Linked DNA regions of Mus musculus: region 1 is linked to region 2. A link is a contact called in public Hi-C data. All regions are on one chromosome and are shown on one strand. The core of a region is the stretch at or near the end of the contact, and the rest is flanking DNA. Distances in the headings are between cores, read along the strand shown.

The links. A called contact is a pair of places that touch in the nucleus more often than the background predicts.
Region 1: a contact with region 2 is called in a Hi-C map of bone marrow-derived macrophages, with 17 read pairs. The contact joins two enhancer-like sites. A contact is called at or near these places in 2 of 484 Hi-C or Micro-C datasets (bone marrow and bone marrow-derived macrophages), 3 of 115 datasets of contacts at active chromatin or transcription factors (fibro-adipogenic progenitors, kidney and microglia) and 2 of 9 other capture datasets (adipose tissue and liver).

Annotation. Positions count from the first base shown.
Region 1 is chr7:67,618,718-67,621,434 of GRCm38.p6, reverse strand. It overlaps Lrrc28 (leucine rich repeat containing 28), which reads left to right. Exons shown (of 10, transcript NM_175124.5): 4 at 2,324-2,361. Among named protein-coding and RNA genes, the nearest start is that of Lrrc28, 25 kb to the left of the region's middle. Within about 2 kb of position 1,349, at least 37 of the 459 cell types and tissues checked have an H3K27ac peak or open chromatin away from gene starts, as enhancers often do. A contact at or near this core is called in bone marrow-derived macrophages, where this site is marked.
Region 2 is chr7:67,303,864-67,306,563 of GRCm38.p6, reverse strand. All of the region lies in intron 3 of Mef2a (myocyte enhancer factor 2A), which reads left to right. Among named protein-coding and RNA genes, the nearest start is that of Mef2a, 68 kb to the left of the region's middle. Within about 2 kb of position 1,428, at least 11 of the 459 cell types and tissues checked have an H3K27ac peak or open chromatin away from gene starts, as enhancers often do. A contact at or near this core is called in bone marrow-derived macrophages, where this site is marked.

The DNA.
Region 1 (2,717 bases), core at 100-2,599, 310 kb before region 2:
CTGTTCCACGTGGACTCTCAGTTTGTTGTCTCCTAAAATGATTTGTGGAATTGGGATTGCATTGTACTTAGTGCACAAATGAGTGATCTTTTGGAGACCCTGATAGTTCCAATGTGTAGTTAGGATCAGGAACACTCTAGTGGTATATAGCATCTTTATTTTAATATAGACACATTAGTGTATTAAAATGTGTTGTTAAGTTTCAGTCATAATAATGGGTACTCTTTTTTTTTTGTGATTTTTATGTGATGGCATCTGTTCATATTTACATACTGTAGTGAGTGTACCTGCACATTGATTTACAGTTTTTTGGCACAAATGACCTTGAACAAGAATGTTTCCAAAGGAGCTGGGCATGGTGGCATACGCCTTTAATCCCAGCACTCGGGAGGCAGAGGCAGGCGGATTTCTGAGCTCGAGGCCAGCCTGGTCTACAAAGTGAGTTCCAGGACAGCCAGGGCTATACAGAGAAACCCTGTCTCGAAAAACCAAAAAAAAAGAATGTTTCCAAAGTATTGAGTTCAAAATGTGTAATCAATTCATATACACAGAGTGAAGAATGAGTTTTAGAGTGCACACTTGGTTAAATTGTGTCACATAGTTATCAAGTGAAGGCTTACTTCCTGGCAAACACAGAAGCCAGTCCTATGACTGCAGCTTTTGCCAAAAGAAAAGGCTTTGTTGCTTGATTGACTGTCAAGAAGAGCAGACACTCTAGGCTCAGGTCTCTCCTCTGTCAGCCAGTGGTGATGGAACATGGAAGGAAGGAGAGGGAATGCTTGGTGGCCAAGTGGCATGGCAGGGGTGCTTGTTTCTCCTCAGCTTTCCTTGTCTTCTCCTGAGGATGTGATCTTGTCAGACAGCCTGGTCGCTTCTCTTCATAGTATCTTTTGAAAAGCTGGTTTCAAACCTTAGAGTCATTAGTGAAAAGCCCTTAGGTATTTCCTGGAAGAAAAAAATCTCACATCTGAGTGTGTCTGGTCTTAGCTGATTTCAGAACCCACAGGTTAACATTCTGTACAGCACTGGTTTAATTCGGCATAAAAAAAGCCTTCACAATTTTTCTGCTTTTATAATTCTGTTCTTACTGACATTTTAGCACTCACTAAAGATAGTCAAAACATGAAAGAAAATTTCTAAGTTATATTTTAAAATACTTTGGGGATTTATTTTTTTACCTACAATAAATTGGCTGGTTTGAAATCAAGTGTTCTAAAATCGAGTTGTCCTACCTCACAAGAAAATCAGTTTTATTACTGATTTTATTTTTACTGTACGATCTCTGGCAGTCATGGCATGTAGCTCTGAATATATATAGTTTCAGATGGTACCTGGAGTCCCCACCAGAGTGTGCCAAAGATGCTTCAGTGGGAAAGTGTTGATGACTTAGACAAGCCTGGACTTGTAGGTCTTTTTAAAGAAGACTTCTGCTGCTGAGAAGTCAGATTTCTGTGTCTTGGCATCTGAGTATTTCTGCGGAGACGTTAGTGAACATCTAATCTCTATTCTTGGGTTACAGTAAGCATGCCAACTAGAGACATCTTTAAGAGTTTTCTGTTTGTTTTGTTTTAAAGATTATTTTGTTTGGGTATTTTCCCTGCAAGTATGTACGTGCCATATGCACACCTAGGGCCTGTGTAGTGAAGAAAAGGGTGCTTGTTTTCTGGAATTGGAATTATAGACGGTTAGGAGGCACCAAGTGGGTGCTGGGACCCTGTAAGAACAAGTGCTCTCTCTTAATGGCTAGCTGAGCCAGTTAGAATTGTCTTCAGTCCACTTTTACTGTTTAGAAACTAAAACTGATCTTTCCTTTTACACAATAGGTATTGATTTTTCTTTACACAGTAAATATATTTCTGAAAACCTAAATAATTTAATGAACTAGATGTACTAGTAATTTTAAAAAAGATTTATTTATTTACTATATATAGTGTGTTCTGCCTACATGTATGCTTGCACACCAAAAGAGGGCCTTACATCTAACTGAAGGTGGTTATAAAATATCACATGGTGTTGCTGAGAATTGAACGGGAATCTGGAGTAACCTCTGAGCCGTCTCTCCAGCCTATGGAACTAGAAATTTTTTAATGAGGTTAAATACCTTATGATTTTTTTATATTAATGATTTTAAAATGACTAAATCAGAAGATATATTTAATATTTGTTATTTAGCATATTACTCTCAAAGCATTAGCTGTTGTTATGTCTGTGTGTTTTGGAAGTTTTGCTTATATTTGATAAGTTTTCAAACAGAGCTTGTATTAGCTGGTTATCTGACAAAATACTGAATAATGACAGCAACTTTCCCCTCCTTTTGTCACAGGTACCTTCACTCAAATAACATAGTTGTGGTTCCAGAAGGTAAGCATACTTATAATTCTTAGTTTGAAAACAGTGTCATTTATATTTTGCTTTATAAAAATTTGATGAGCCCCGGACCCTGTCTTTCTATCTCTAGCTCCTTAAACCTATTTTGGTTGGTAAGTTAGGGAATTTTAATTTAAAGGACTTTCAATTTATTTGCTTTAAAATGTAAGTCCAGCTAAGACAGATTAAATGGAGACATCTAATAAGACAATAAATGGCCAGGAAAATTACTAGACAAACTGCTGTTGGGAAATAGTAAACTAAGTACTTGGTGCAATTAACTAAGAATTTAGTTACATATAAAATAATAGATTCTTTAAAATTCTTATGGGGGGGTGTTGTGGGGAGGG
Region 2 (2,700 bases), core at 179-2,678:
TCAAACCAAGCCCCAATTCATTTATGAACCTTGTAAATTCATTTTATATTTAGGTCTTGTATCCATTTTGAGTTATATTTTTGTGGGTTTAAGGTCTATAATTGAAGTTCTTTTTTAAATATGCAGTTGTTTCAGCATGGTTTGTTTTAAAGCTTCTTTTCTCAGTGTTTTTAACTTTCTTTTTTAAAGACCAGTCGACTGTGTGTGTCTGTGGTTCTATTGCTCTCTTTGCTGTTGCATGACTTTTGGTATATCCTTTGACCAATGCCACATAGCCTTAATTATTGAAGGCTTATTTTAAGTTTTAAAGTCCTTTGTTCTTTTCCTTCAGTTTTCTTTTGGCTCTTCTGGAGTTTATAACTCTAACACTTTCTACACCCATGCTTCAGCAAATTTGGAATCTGAGTTTACTGTGCTGCTGACACTCTGTTACTAGACTAAATCTATTTAACATAGGATCAGCTAACAAACTGCATTCCTTAGTATTTAGCTAGAAGAGTTGAATAGTTAATTTTATTCAAATTTGTGCATACATGCTTATAGCAGCTTTATTTTTTTAATTGCCAAAATTTAGACAACACTAGTACATCTTTCAGTGCATGATCGGAGAAATAAATTGTTGTCGATCCAAATAGTTGACTATCATTGGGTTGTTGCCTGTCATTGGCAGTGAAAACATGTTCTATGATAATGTAAATGTGTAATACATGTTATATATGTATTCAAACCGGAGATATGTACAAGAAGTGGACTCTGATGTAAACCATGGAGATTGAGTGATACTGGTGTGCCACTGTGGGCTTAGAGCTACGATAAATGTACTATTCTGCCAGGGAATACTGATAACAGGAGGGCATGCATATACAGAGATGAGAGATTTGTGAGAAATTCTTATTCCTCTTATTCTAAAAAATACTCTCTAATGTTAAAAATAGACTTAAATGTTTCAGGTAAAATGAAGTTTGCATTTAGAAAGCTTGAAAGTATTATATTCATATTAATTTTCAGTTTATCAACTTTGGTGCCATATTTGAAACATTTTTAAAAATTGATTGCTGAGAACGCATCATCTAAGCTTACTCAAGTTGGACTATGTTGGAATAATAAAGAGGAGAAGATTGTTATATGCTAAGTTCTTTGATTCACCAACTCCTTCCTTTAGTATCAACCCTTTGTGATTTGTAACTTCAAAGAAATGGTTTTGAAAATGTATTTTTGGGAAGAGCAGAGAGGCTGAGATGGCTAAGTGAGTAAAGTTCTTGTTGCTCAGGCATGAGGACCAACATTCTGATCCTCAGCATCTGTAGAAAAGTCAGTTATGGAATAATAATGCCTGTAATTCCCAGTGATGAAAGAGCAGAAACAGGCTTAAGGTCTGAAGAGCTTGTGGCCAGCCACACGAGCCAGTTGGTGATTACAGTGACTTAAACGAAACTGGAGAGATGACTCATTGTTTACCAGTGCTTGTGCTCTTCCAGAAGACCCGAGTTCAGTTCTCAATACCATCACTGAGCAGCTAAAACTGCTTGCATTTCCAACTCCAGAGGATACAGTGTCCTCTCTGGCCTCTGTAGACATCCACATACACTCAAAGAAGGTAGTGGGGTGGCTGGAGAAAATGGTTTTGTGGTGAAGAGCATGCACTTCTTTTGTAGAGAGCCTGAGTTTGGTTCTTGGCACTCACTTTGGGCAGTTCACAGTAACCTGTAACTCCAGATCCAAGGGTTATGACACTCTCATCTAGCTTTTAGGTACTACATTTATGTGCACATACACCCACACAGACACACATGCATGCATATAATAAACATAAATCTTAAAAAAGAGATAGAAATGTACAGAAGAGGATACTTGGCATTGACCTCTGGCCCCAATACATGTATAAACCTGTCTTAGTCAGGGCTTCCATTCCTGCACAAACATCAAACCAAGAAGCAAGTTGGGGAGGAAAGGGTTTATTCAGCTTACACTTCCATGCTGCTGTTCATCACCAAAGGAAGTCAGGACTGGAACTCAAGCAGGTCAGGGAGCAGGAGCTGATGCAGAGGCCATAGAGGGGTGTTCTTTACTGGCTTGCCTCACCTGGCTTGCTCAGCCTGCTCTCTTATAGAACCAAGACTACCGGCTCCAGACAACCGGCCACCTTCCTGGTGAGAGCACAGGGGTCCGCCCGGCCCGAGAGGTTTCTGCCTCAGGCCCCGGCGGGAGCCTCCTTGGCTCCAGGACTCCACGGAGGGCAGGCTGCACGGGTGACGGTGTGGAATACAGAGGCCAGCCATTTCTGGGACAGGCGAGAGCCACAGAGCTTCTGAGGCGGCGCCATCTTCGGCTCCAGACAACCGGCCACCTTCCTGGCCAAAGCAACACAGCTTCTGGGAAAGATCCTGTTTTGGGCCTTCATCTTCAGCCAGGAGGAGGTCCAAACACCAGATAACTGTGCACCTTCCCTGAAAGAGGAGAGCTTGCCTGCAGAGACTGCTCTGACCACTGAAACTCAGAGGAGAGAGCTAGTCTCCCACGTCTGCTGATAGAGGGTAACAAAATCAACAGAGGAACAATCTCTAAACAAAGACAACTATAACAACTAACTCCAGAGATTGCCAGATGGCGAAAGGTAAACATAAGAATCCTACTAACAGAAACCAGGACCACTCACCATCATCAGAACCCAGAATGCCCACTTCGCCCAGTCCAGGGCAC